Regions from separate parts of the Sus scrofa genome. Here region 1 is linked to region 2. Evidence: chromatin contacts called from public Hi-C data. All regions are on one chromosome and are shown on one strand. Each heading gives the region's core, a stretch centred on a gene start, on an enhancer-like site or on the middle of the called end of the contact. The rest is flanking DNA. Distances are from core to core; before and after follow the strand shown.

Evidence for each region. A called contact is a pair of places that touch in the nucleus more often than the background predicts.
Region 1: a Hi-C map of liver shows a contact between it and region 2, with 8 times the contacts expected there. The contact joins two enhancer-like sites. A contact is called at or near these places in 1 of 5 promoter capture datasets (liver), 5 of 47 Hi-C or Micro-C datasets (liver and skeletal muscle) and 2 of 2 datasets of contacts at active chromatin or transcription factors (alveolar macrophages and skeletal muscle).

The regions. Positions count from the first base shown.
Region 1 is chr11:16,262,700-16,269,343 of Sscrofa11.1, reverse strand. The region is part of intron 1 of WDFY2 (WD repeat and FYVE domain-containing protein 2); the gene reads left to right. Among named protein-coding and RNA genes, the nearest start is that of WDFY2, 6.5 kb to the left of the region's middle. Within about 2 kb of position 3,958, at least 8 of the 83 cell types and tissues checked have an H3K27ac peak or open chromatin away from gene starts, as enhancers often do. A contact at or near this core is called in liver, where this site is marked.
Region 2 is chr11:16,186,319-16,192,933 of Sscrofa11.1, reverse strand. All of the region lies in intron 2 of WDFY2 (WD repeat and FYVE domain-containing protein 2), which reads left to right. Among named protein-coding and RNA genes, the nearest start is that of WDFY2, 83 kb to the left of the region's middle. Within about 2 kb of position 4,078, at least 15 of the 83 cell types and tissues checked have an H3K27ac peak or open chromatin away from gene starts, as enhancers often do. A contact at or near this core is called in liver, where this site is marked.

The DNA.
Region 1 (6,644 bases), core at 2,709-5,208, 77 kb before region 2:
ACGGCAACCTAAGAAAGTTCTGTGTGGACAGGTGTACTCTTGTGGGAAAAGGATTGGACTGGATGGCCTTTAAACGTGCCTTAAAATTTTTTTTTTTTCCTTTTTAGGCCCGCACCTGAAGTACATGGAGGTTCCCAGGCTAGGGGTCAAATCAGAGCTACAGCTGCCAGCCTACACCACAGCCACAGCAACTCAGAACCAAGCTGCACCTGTGACCTATACCACAGCTCACGGCAGTGCCAGATCCTTAACCCACTGGGCGGGGCCAGGGACCAAACCCATGTCCTCATGGATATTGGTTGGATTCGTTACCACTGAGCCATGATGTGAACTCCCGTGCCTTAAAAATCTGAAAGCCGTTTATTGCTTCATTCATTCCATCAACAAACATTTGTTGATCCTTTCACTCTGATTACCGTTTTCACACTGGCTGCCACCAATAGTGGGCTGATAATATTCTAATCCAAGAGTGGGTTAAAAAAACCCCTTACCCTCAGTTTATCTGAGCATAGTTAGGACAGCCTGGAACTTTTTTAGGTACTAAGGGAGAAGACATAAGGGAATAGAGGAAATATAAAAACAGTCTGACGTACCAGTATTGATTTTTGGTGCTTTCAAAAACAGTTTGTTCTCAGAACTCACTGGTCTTATCTGAGTTTGTCTTTGCTTTGGTTGTTGCTGGATTCTGTCTCCAAAGGACATGCCCAACTTTGATACAATGGGTTCCTCGTTTCCTGGCTTCTCTGTGGACTGTCCTTTCTGAGTGAATTCTCTGTGGACTGTCCTTTCTGAGTGAATGTCATTTTAACATTCCATGCTTAGGAGTTTCCTCCCAGACGTCTTGACCCTGTTTTGGTTAAGAGTGATCTGTAGCCTGCAGCTTCCTTGTCTAGCGGTAGCCTCCTCTCTGTTGAAAGCCAGAGCCCATTCCAGGTGGGACCCAGCCCCAACCAGACTTTTATCTTTGGAATTTCTTTATATGTGTGTCTTAACACAGGTCTTAGCATTCATACAGAGAGTTTCAGTAACTCTGGGTTGTGACTCTTAGATGGTTATAGGAAATTGTTCCTTCACCAGGAATTTGTACCCATGCAATGAGTAAAAGGGAGTCAAATTTCCATCTCATAAAAGGAGATGTGTTGAAGGCAGGTGAAGGCAGGTGCAACCCCACTGGGGTTGTCGAAGCATCTCTGCTTGTGGTGGTAAGAGAAAAGATGGAGCAGCTCTCTTTCAGATGGGTCTTGCAGGACGAGTAGGAGTTCATGTGAAAAAGCTAGCATGTTGGAAAGGGCATTCTAGTTAGAAGGGGGAGGGAAAACTCCTAGGGCATCGAGTAGCACTAGAATGGACTGGTTACAAATGGACTCAGGAGCCAGTCAGCTTGGATTCAGACCTCGGCTCTGAGTGTCACACTTGGAGGAATGTGTAAAATTAGTGTCTCCAGAGAAGGCATTATGATAGTGAACATTCCCCAAACCTTCTGAGTGCAAAAACTTGGAATTCTTTTCTGGATTAAAAAGACCTGAGGGTGTGGTGGTGGTGTTTTTGGAGGAGGCTGTGGGGAGGGACCTGCTGGGAATGAGGATAATGGGGTTCTCCAAAAGCCCTAAGGGCACGTAGAACTCACGCAGTGGGTAATAGGAAGTCACCTTTTTTTTTTTTTTTTTTTTTTGTCTTTTTTGCCATTTCTTCGGCCACTCCCGCGGCATATGGAGGTTCCCAGGCTAGGGGTCTAATCGGAGCTGTAGCCACCGGCCTACGCCGGAGCCACAGCAACGTGGGATCCGAGCCACATCTGCAACCTACACCACAGCTCACGGCAACGCCGGATCGTTAACCGGCTGAGCAAGGGCAGGGACCGAACCCACAACCTCATGGTTCCTAGTCGGATTCGTTAACCACTGCGCCATGACGGGAACTCCAGGAAGTCACCTTTTTATCTCAAGATCTGACCTCCAGTGCCTAGCACAGAGGAGATATGCAGTATGTGTTCACGGAATGAAGTAAGCGATGGCTGATCCATCACCTGTTTGGAATGGAATGGGCTTGAGGAGGTTGTGGGTTTCCAAGAGCAACGATTTGTAAGTTGAACCTGAGAGAAACTTAGCAGCTTACTTTGGGCCATGATAATGTTACAGCAAAGGACAGGAGTGGGAAGGGGCTGGAGTGAGAGAGGGGTTGGGTTTTTTTTGGTAATCGTTAAGGCCTCCCCCCTGCCCCCCAACTCTAAACTACTCTACTTCCAAGTAGCTGTAACTACTTGACTGTTTTTTGAAAAGAGATGTTAAAATTTCATTTTTTAAATATTCAAAGTACTGGTTCATTTGCCATTGATTTTTTTTTTTCATTGTGAAGTTGTACTATCTCAGTTCTCTGGTTGAAACCATTAGTTTCACCTACTGCTTAGACCTTGGCTGAGTTCAGTTGAGCTCATTGAGTTTTATCTACGCGTGTCTTATAGCACTTGCATGAGAAAATTTTTAAATGCAAATAAAAGTTTTTCCCAAAGTGCAAGCGTACTTCTGAAAGTTGAGAACATCTTGGAGTGACGGTGTGAAGTCTCTAAAGCTGAGAAAATTGGCAGCCGGCTAAACTAATTTTTGAGTGTGTCAAGTCTCTATTTAATGGCATACAATTAATAAACTTTCAACTATGCATTAGGGACTCATCACTTAGTAGTAATTGTTGGTTTCAAGGTTTCAGAATGGGAATTTGCCCCGTATGATTTTGAAAACCAGACCTTTACCCTGAATTCAGAGCATGAGGCAGCCTTCATGCCAGCAAATCTGCCTGGAAACAGACTGCCTCTAGGTCTCTAGAGGTCAGAATTGACTCCAGAAAAGTCAGATGGACTTTTGAAGGAAAGGTCACTATGGGAAAGCTGTTTAAGGAGGTTCCCTAGGAGAGACTTAGATTCAAATGACCCCAATGCTCCTGATGGGTCTCAATTTCCTACTTAATTTACCCAGTTAATCCAGATTCTGTTCAGGAGCTCAAAGACCTTAATCAGGATACATTTCATCCAGATATTTTGAGATAATGGAAAATGTTAGACTGGCACTTGTGACACTCCTAAAATGAGGGATTCTCAGATTGTGAAATCCTGACCAGCTATCTTATCTGAAGTGTTACTAAACTTACTTAGAAAAAAGAGTAATAGGTAAAAACATCATAGAATGATGGTAGCCAGAAGAGACTTCAGAGAGTTGATCTTCTTCCAAGCAAAGTCCAAACTTTAAAAACAGAAATACTACTTTTTCCTTGCACAGTATCTTTCCCAGCATCTATTTTTGCTTTGAATTTCGCTCTGTTTGTTGTTAAGAGTGATCTCAGTATCACTAAAAAGGAACGACTTTGGGGAAATTAAAACCCTCAGTACCATTTAGAGATCAGTCAGTAAATCATGATTTAAGACTCTTAAGTTGTGATCTACTGATACGTGTAACACTAAACTAAAGTATACGCGGTACATGCTTACCCGAAAAGAAAACGGCCATCAAGCCAAGCTTTTCTTCTCAACTGCAATATCAGAATAGAAGGAATTCAGAAGGAGGCAGCATTCGTTTATTTTTATATGAATGGGTCTCCTAAGGAGAATGCCACAATTAACCTAGAAATTCCCTAACGCAGAAAAAAATAAATGTCTTTTGCAACTTCAATGAGCAGTCTCATTAACTCTTTTTTTTTTTTAAAGGGCAGGAGGCCTCCCCTTCCACATGGTGCATTTAGTCATTAGTAAAAGTTGATTCAGAGGTATAAGAAACCAACAAAAAAGACCAAAACAGAAGGAAAAAAAAAAAGTCATCTACTTGTCTCTTGGCAGGGAGTGTTGCTTTGTGCTCTCATGTGCCTTTAATTTAAAGAATCTTGGAAGGGACTTGGGGCTGGGAGTCTGATCGCAGCTCTCCCCTGCCCTGACCTTGGGCATTGGCCATTTCATCACTGGAAGCCTGGTTTTCTCCATCTGGCAAAGCGGAGTGCAGGGTTTCCCATGCCTCTGGCTCTGTGATGTGCCCACCTAGGGGCCAGATAAGAGTGAGTGCAGTCACATTCTGAAACCTGGAACCAAAGAAAGTATGCCGAGGGGCAGAAGTGGCCTGCGCTTTGGGAGGCCATGTAAAACGATGCTTTCCGGAATCTTTCCATGGCAGCGGTTTATTCCTGGCTGAAATATTAAAGAGATGTTTGTTTTGTATTGGTGCCTAATACCTAGTTGAACTGGATCCACTGCATTCTTATTTCCAGATGAATCCTTTAGTTTCAAATGCTAGCAGTTTAGCTCTGGGTGGTTTTCTGGGCCCCTGGGTTGTCCAGAGTAATGCTTTGGAAAAAATTTTTTTTTCTTAATGTTTTAATCATCTATTTTTTTAACTCAGTGAGTTTTATTGCAGGGACCTATACCCTACCAGCCTACCTTACCCCTGGCCAGTCTTGCTTTTCTGAATTTCCACAGAATAGAGACTTGACCTAGTCATACTGGAATCCTCTAAGTCAAGAGATAGCCGTTCTAGTCAGCCCAGAACCTAAGAGAGTTCAGAAGAAACCAGGAATGCAGCAAGTTGAACAGTTGTTTGAGTGGCTGCAGCTTGGCTTCCTGTGATATCTTCATTTATCCCTGAGTTAGGACTCAGAAATGATACCTCTCATCTAAGCTATGTCAATTTGCTAACCTCTCTATATGACTATGTTTATTTATTTATTTTTTCTTTTTTACAGCTGCACCTGTGGCATATGGAAGTTCCCAGGCTAGGGATTAAATCGGAGCTGCAGCTGCCAGCCTATGCCACAGCCACAAAAATGCCAGGTTCAAGCTGCAGCTGAGACCTACACTCCTCCTCACGGCAGCAGCGGATCCTTAACCCACTGAGCAGGGCTAGGGATTGAATCCACATCCTCATGGATACTAGCCAGGTTCTTAACCCACTGAGCCACAATGGGAACTCCTGACTGTGCTTTGCTTCCCTTCCCTTTCCCTTCTTTCCTTCCTTCCTTTTGCTTTTTAGGGCCACACCCACGACATATGGAAGTTCCCAGGCTAGGGGTCAAATTGGAGCTATAGCTGCTGGTTTACACCACAGCCATAGCAATAGCAACGTGGGATCTGAACCACGTCTGTGATCCATACCACAGCTCATGGCAGTGCCAGATCTGTGACCCACTGAGCAAGGCCAGGGTTCGAACCCACATCCTCCTGGATACTAGTTGGATTTATTTCCGCTGGCCACAATGGGAACTCCCCTTTACACTTTTAATTGCTGTAGCTAATGAGTTGTTCTAGACTCTTTGCCCATTTGTATTTACAGTACGAGCCAACATGGGAATGGAATTGTTGGCTGAAGATGATTGACATTTTCCCAAACTTTAGGGTTTCAGAGTCTCAGTTTCCACATCTATAAATTGGGAATAATGATTCCTCCCAGGATTGCTGCGAGGTTTACCTGAGCTGATATTCCTGCAGTACCTGGGGTTGGTATTTGGAGTATAGATAGTGCTCAGTAAGTTAGTTTTATTTTTGTAGGAATCACTTTGGATACATAAAAGTGGGGCCATTGAATTTTTGTTTCTTTGCATTCATATAGTTCTGGGTCCCTTTATCTCTTTTCTTCTCTAGATATGCAGAGGAGGGGTTACTCTGTCATCTTTTTACTGCCTCTTCCCAGACTTGTTCTATGACAGTCAGGGGTTGGGAGAGGCGTGTGGCTGGTGGGTGCTGTGATCTCATTTTTGACCTTTTCTCTCTCTCCTTTTGCCATTTTCTCTTGAAATGGTGTGTTCATTGTCCCCACTGGTCTCCTGGAGCCAAGGCCTGTGTACTCTGTGTCCTCCGTGGGAAATACATGGTGCTAGAGATGAAATTTTAACTCCGTCACTTTAATTGCCCTCAGCTGGAAGACTGGCATTAGACACCGGCAACTAGTGGGCTGAGGTCCACCCTAAAAGTCCAGCTTGTTGGTCTCTCTTGACAGTGGAAAGCTATAGCAGGGCCAGGTGGCACATTCCCCGCCTGTGGGTCCCTGTCTCTGCCCACTTCGCCTAAGGTCATCCGAGTGAGGCCATGAGAGGCCACGCCCACGCTACCCCTGCAGTGACCTGTGACCTGAGAGCGTCCTGAATTCCTCTGGGTTTTTTTTGGTTTTGTTTTTTTGCTTTTTTTTTAGGGCCTCTCCGGCAGCATATGGACGTTCCCAGGCTAGGGGTCTAGTCAGAGCTGCAGCTGCCAGCGTACACCACGGCCACAGCAATGCCAGATCCGAGACGTGTCTGTGACCTACACCAGAGCTCATGGCAACACTGGATCCTTAACCCACTGAATGAAGCCAGGGATCAAACCTGCATCCTCATGGATACTAGTCAGGTTTGTTAACCACTGAGCCATGACAGGAACTCCTCATGTAAAAAATAGATAAAGGTAGTATTTAGATGCATTTAAATTCTAATTTTGAAAAACTTAAAATTACATTATTGCTTTTTATTTTGTGAATCTGCATTAAAATTTTCTGGAGTGCTTATCCCCAGTAGAAAAAAAGGCTTCCCATGCTGTTAGAATTTCAGGAATCTGTTTTAGTATTCATTGACACTTTGGGGACTTAGAAAATACTAGCTGTCCATTCAGATGTACAAGAGTCATTTGATATTTTATAGAT
Region 2 (6,615 bases), core at 2,829-5,328:
GTTTATTAAGCTGTCTACACGAGTGACCCAAGGTACTTGTGTGAAGACTTAAATCTGATCGTAAAGATGAGTTTCCCTAAGAACATTATCACACATTTTCCTAAGTGACTGAGCTCGATCTCTGAGAAGGACCTTCTAACTATTTGCATGTTTTGCCTGTGGCCTTCTACTAAAGGGAGAAAAGAAGGGCTTCCTTCCCTATTAAAATGTAGTGTGTGGACCAGAAGCATTAGAGGCACCTGAGAACTTACTAGAAATGCATATGTTGGGTTCCTCTCCAGATCTGCTGGCTCAGATCTGCATTTTAATAAGACCCTTAGGTGATCTGAATGCCCTTTATAGTTTGAGTAGATTGCCTTTATTTATTTATTTATTTTTGTCTTCAGGGCCATACCCATGAAACATGGAAGTTCCCAGGCTAGGGGTTGAATTGGAGCTGCAGCCTCCAGCCTACACCACAGCCACAGCAATGCCAGATCCGAGCTGCATCCGTGACCTACACCATAGCTCACCGCATCACCAGATCCTCAACCCACTGAGAGAGGCCAGGGATCGAACCCATGTCCTCATGGATACCAGTCGGGTTTGTTATCATAGCCACGATGGAACGCCCAAGATTGCCTTTTGACATTTCTCCAGCATATACTCATCTCCTTACATATGTTCATATGAACACGGGGAAAGCCTCATGCATCTGTAGTATTGATTTGTAAATGCACAGATGTAAGTACACATTCTAATCAATAAAACACTTACTGTGCACCTACTGTACACAGACCGTGGAGCTAGGTGCGAGGAATTGCAGGTGAACAAGGCACGTGTGGTCACGATGATTTCTGTAGTCTTTCCTTGTTGGGTGGTTCCATCTGGCATGGAGAGGTGAAAGAACAAAAGGCCATGCTCTTTGCACACAGGTGGTCGGAAACTGGCTTTTCTGTTCTTAGTGCTTGTGTGCGTTTGGCTAACATAGGAACTGATCTCTGAGCTAGAATTGAAGTTTTGTTTAACTTGAAAGAAGCAGAATTTTATTGCATAAGGAAATAGGCTACATTTTCATATCAGTTCGAATTTATTTTGTTCGTGTATTGAATTTCCAAAGGTTTTTTTTTTTTTTTTTTTTTTTTTTTTTTTTGCAGTTCTTTCTATTGGAAGGTATTTTGCTAAGAGGTTACTCAATATTATCCTTAAATAACAGTTATATGGTATTAGTTACAGAATAAGTAGAAAAGCATGGTGTATTTGGAGGCTGTGACACGAGGCAGATGAGACCATATTGTGTGTGGTACATAATAAATAATATTCCAAGCCTGGAAGAAAACATCTGTGTAATATATGGTTTACTTTGTCCATTAAAATACCGTTAAAAAAAAGTTAAAGTTCCTGCTGTGGCTCAATGTATTAACCAGATTAGTATCCATAAGGATGCTAGTTCGATCCCTGGCCTTGCTCAGTGGGTTAAGGATGTGGCCTGGCTGTGGCTGTGGCTGTGGCTGTGGTGTAGGCGGGCAGCTGCAGCTCCAATTCCACCCCTAGCCCGGGAACTTCCATATGCTGTAGGTACAACTCTAAAAAGGAAAAAAAAAAAAAAGTTGAATTCATAGAAATAGAATAGAAAAGTGGTTGCCATGGGAGAGAGGTGGGAGAAATAGGGAGAGATTGGTAAAAGGGTGCAGACGTTCTGTTATGGGATAAATAGGGTCTGGGAATCTAGTGCATCGTATAGTGACTATAGCTGATAACACTGTATCGTATGGTTAAAATTTGCTGAGAGAGTATAACTTAAATATTCTCACCAAATAAAAACAAATTTTAAGTATGCGAGGTGATGGAGATGCTAACTTGATGGCCCTTCCACAGTGTGGACCAACACAGCACATCATACACTTTAAATATCTTACCATTTTATTTGAAAATTACTCTTCAATGAAGTTGGAAAAAGATAAAGTCACCGAACCTAAGATAAACAGCCATTGGAATTCCCATGTGGCTCAGTGAGTTAAGGATCTGGTGTTGTCACTATAGTGGCTGAAGTTGCTGGGTCAGGTTCAATCCCTGATCAAGGCACTTCGGCATGCTCTTGGGTACACCCAACAACAAACGAAAAGAAAACAAAATAAAATAAGTAAACACTGAAAAAAATACCTTTTTAATAGTATTTGTCATGTTCTAGGTAGGATAGTAACATTTTACGGCTGAGAAGTGTTTGAAGTTTCATGGAGGGAAGGCTGGAGAAGGCATTAGGTGGGAAGGCAGGTGTTGTGAAGGCCGAGCTTGAAGGCAGCGTGTGATAAGACTGCGGAACTTCCAGAGTGGCAGGTGAGAGAAAGAGGAGGGGCAGGCACCTCACGATCAAAAACCCACCCACTGCTCGGAGGCGGTCCTCATCCACTCTCTTCTGAGAAGCTCCCCCCCCCCACCCCCCCTGCAGGGATCCAGGAGAACCAGACGTGCCTGGTTAAGGCTCTTTGCCCTTGAGCCAGTTTGACTTTCCCAGGAATTTAGAGCTTGAAGTAGGAAGGGCTAGTCTCAACCCAGACTGGTCCCTGGGAACACGGAAATGCAGCAGCCTTGAGGCATTTCTGTGCATTAAAGTAACAGTGCAAGCTGATCCACTTAAAAAGAAGTGTGAATCACAGCGGAAGGACCACTTTGGCTCCAGAGGGAGAGAAACGGGAGCAAGGGATGCCTTCAGGTTTTCTTGCTCGTCCTCCTAACCCCCAAGCCTGGCTCTGCTTCTGCCTCTGAGGTCAAAGAGACTCCCTCTCTCGTACTGGATGTGCCCATTGGTGCTTAAGTTCCTGCAGGTGGGTTTCTGCTACTTGTCCCTGCAAGTGTCTGGCTCAGCCTCGTCCTGATCGTACACCCCTCAGTTCCTGTCTTCGCACTTTTTCTCCGGGATCTCTGGCATCTTTAGGGAAAGGACTGAGTCATGTGTCCCACTGGCGCCTCGGAGGTGTTGAGCTGGAAACAGTGTGAGGAAAGTGAGGGCAAGAGAGGAGGAAAAGCAGAGAGACATATTCATCCTGTTTTCTTTAATTCTTTGGACAGTCAACACACGTGAAATGCTTCTTCCGTACCAAACACTGTGCAGTGTACTAAGGGCAGAGCGTTTAATATGGCAGGTGATTTCCATCGTCACGTGTGCTTGGTCCAGCGGGCAAAGCAGACCTGAAGTGAGGACCATTCCTGCTGGGTGCTGTGTTACGATGTGAGAACTAAGTGTCATGGGCACAAAGGGTCCCCAAGGAAGGTCTGTTTTAAACTCTGCTGTCTATAGGGAATTCGATGGCTTGTTTTATAGTTTCCTATAAGCTGATTTTTTTTTGGACAAGTGAGAAGCACTTTCTTACCAAATATTCTTTCAAAAATAACATTCTCTTGGAAGTTCCCATGGTGGCTCAGCGATAACGAGCCTGACTAGTATCATGAGGACGCAGGTTCAATCCCTGGCCTCGCTCTGTCGGTTGGGGATCCAGTGTGGCCATGAACTGTGGTGTAGGTCGCAGACGCAGCTTGGATCCCGAGTGGCTCTGGTGTAGGCTGGCAGCTGTAGGTCCTATTTGACTCCTGGCCTAGGAACTTCCATATGCTGTGGGGGCGGCTCTAAAAAGTAGGAAAAAAAAATTCTCTTGACTGTATATCCTGGAAAGTAGTCTTTGACAGGATCAAGTTACAACCTGCCCAACTGGGACCTGCCTGACCTTGGAAACCAGAGAGGGGCCTTCCTGCCGGTACAGAGTTGAGGTTTCAATTATAGCCATAAATGTGATTATTTATCTGAAGCTTCTAATAGCATTTCAACCACCACATTTGTATCACGCTACAGAGAGAAAAAAACAAAACAAAACATGTGAAAAACATTGGCATTTCTCTTTTCATGGTTGAGTTATTTTAGATTTACTTTACCAGCTAGGTTTGCTATTCACGGGGTCAGACAAAGGAGCGGAGGAGAGAGAGCGCAAGCGGGAGCCAGGGTGGCAGGTGTTTGAGGTTTTTCTTGCTCTGCAGTATTGGGTGTCCTGTCTGGGCCTTGACTGTCAGCTTTCCCCTTGGGTATGGAGACGAGGTAAAGGAGCTTACCTGCCAAAGATGGGGTGAAGAGGAGGCTGAGAGGGCCAGAGTCTCGCCTGGGGGAGGGTGTGCTGGACAGTTGGGAAACCTCTGTGGATTCTGTCCTTGCCGGGGCAGCCAGGTGGAATTTACTTTGGCTCCTAAAGTGTTTATGAATTTCCCCCCAAAGCAAAACAGAAGTTGGCTTCTCAAAGGTAATTCCAAACAAAAGGCACACTCAATAAATAAAATGGCTGATTTTGTATTTCTGGCCGTGTGCCTTGGCTTGGCAGCAAGGCCTATGCCTAGTCTGAGGCTGTGGTGGGGCCGCTTCAGTTTTCACACCAGTGTGGCCACTTTATCATTTACTCAGCTAACTTCTAAAGTATAGGAACTCAGAGTTCCCGTCATGGCTCAGTGGTTAACAAACCCGACTAAAATCCGTGAGGTTGCGGGTTCGATCCCTGGCCTCGCTCAGTGGGTTAAGAATCTGGTGTTGCCGTGAGCTGTGGTGTAGGTTGCAGACGCGGCTCGGATCCCACATTGCTGTGGCTGTGGCGTAGGCCGGAGGCTGTAGCTCCGATTCGACCCCTGGCCTGGGAACCTCCATATGCTGTGGGTGCAGCCCTAAAAAGACAAAAAAAAAAAAAAAAGTATAGAAACTCTGCTAAGTAAAGTAGGTCAGACAGAGAAAGACAGTATGATTTCACTCACGTGGAATATCGAAAACCAGCAAACAAATTGAAGGAACAAACCAAATAAAAATAAATTCGGTGATGCAGTGAGGACAGGGTAGTGGTTACCGGGGGCAGGGAAGGTGGGTGGGGAAGGGGATCCCTGGAAAGGGATAGATGGAAACTGAATTTTGGATGCCAGGCACATGGGAGGCATGCAGATGTGGAAATATAATGGTGCACACAGGAAAGTTGTGGTATAAACTGATGTTACCTCAAGAAAACATAAATCTAAAATTTTTACAAGTTAGAAATTTAAGCGAATAAATAACAGTTAAAAAACTAAGTATAGGAACTCTAGTTCTCTCCGTAACACATAACTTTGAACGGTCTGCTTTCCAGTTTTTATCAATAGCCTGGTTGAGAGAAAGGCTGTTTCTTATGTACGGGGCGGGGGCATCGTGAGGGCTGCGCGGTCCGGTCACTCATCTGTGCGGAGAGGGTTCCCACCCCGTGTTAGTCCTGCGCCCAGATGCCTTCGTGCAGGGCGCGCTCGGCTCATACTGCTGCGTGAACACGAAGGGCGTTAGGGCTGCTCTTGAACTAGCTGCCAACCCTCATGCTCAGCGCCCCTTTGAGGAAACACTCGGGCAAGACCTTTTAGATGGAAGAGCCCGAAGCCCTTGGCGTTCTCCAGGGCGGACCTTGCCATCCGGCGTGCCCCGTGCTGCAGGGTGTGGGGATGATCCAGATGGATCGCAGGCCTGGAGAGCTGACCCACTCACCTGGGCAGGGGCGATCCTGGCATCTAGGCCCTCGCTGTCCCTCCCATGTCTGCCAGGGGCTGTTCGGATCTTATTTTCTCTGTGAATTATGAGGCCAAAAAGGGTAGGGGAACCAACTCTCAAGACCTGGTGGATCATGTCAAACCCTGAACCTGTAATATTCCCAGCAGATCTTTGTTGTGATTTTCTTTCTGTTCTTACATGTGTTTTCCTTAGTCATGACTTTCTGCTTATTTTTGTCATATGATATCACTTTCAAAGCCATTTCAAATTCTTTGTGAATGAGGCAGGGAATGCATTAAATAGATTATCTTAGTTAAGACAAATGGAGAGATGAAGTTTGAACATAATCTTAACTGTTTACACTAACTTCACTGAAAAAAAATATACCTTGTTTAAGATTGGAGTGTTCAGAGTCACGCGTAGGGTTGCACCTGTGTCTGGATGGGAAACTGGAATTTGATTTCCATTTTTGCTACCAATTTGCTGACTCATTTTGGACAAGTCCTTTCATTTTCTCTGCTCTGAACCTAACAAATGAGCTGTCCCTTTTCTTTTCCTTTCTTTTCTTTTTTTTCTTCTCTTTTCCTTTTCTCTTCTTTTTTTGGCCATGCCCACTGCATGCAAAAGTTCCTAGGCCAGGGACTGAATCTGCAGCATGGCAATGACCTAAACCACAGCAATGACAATGCCAGGTCCTTAACCCGATAGGCTACCAGGGAACTCAAGACTGTCCATTTTCTTTGTTCTCAGATTTGTAGAAATTTATTTTGGGTATGAAATATGTCAAATAAGTATTTGTAAAGTTCTTTCAGGTTTGGTATTTAGTGATGTGTACTATCAATGCCTATCTTAACCCAGAGGGATTAGGAAAGACTGGCTAATTTGCAAGGTTGTGGCTGGATTGGTTCCCTTTCTCCATTTGTTGGAACTGAGGCCTTACAGCAACTCGAAACTGAGGATTTAGAAAGTTAAAATGATTAAGACGGTCATGTTGATATGTTTATGTTTGGTATGGAAATGAGTTATTTTGTATGGAAATTGTGTGTTAATTTTCCCATTGGTGAGGTCCAAGGATTTAGGACAGTGAAGGTGGTTCGTGTACT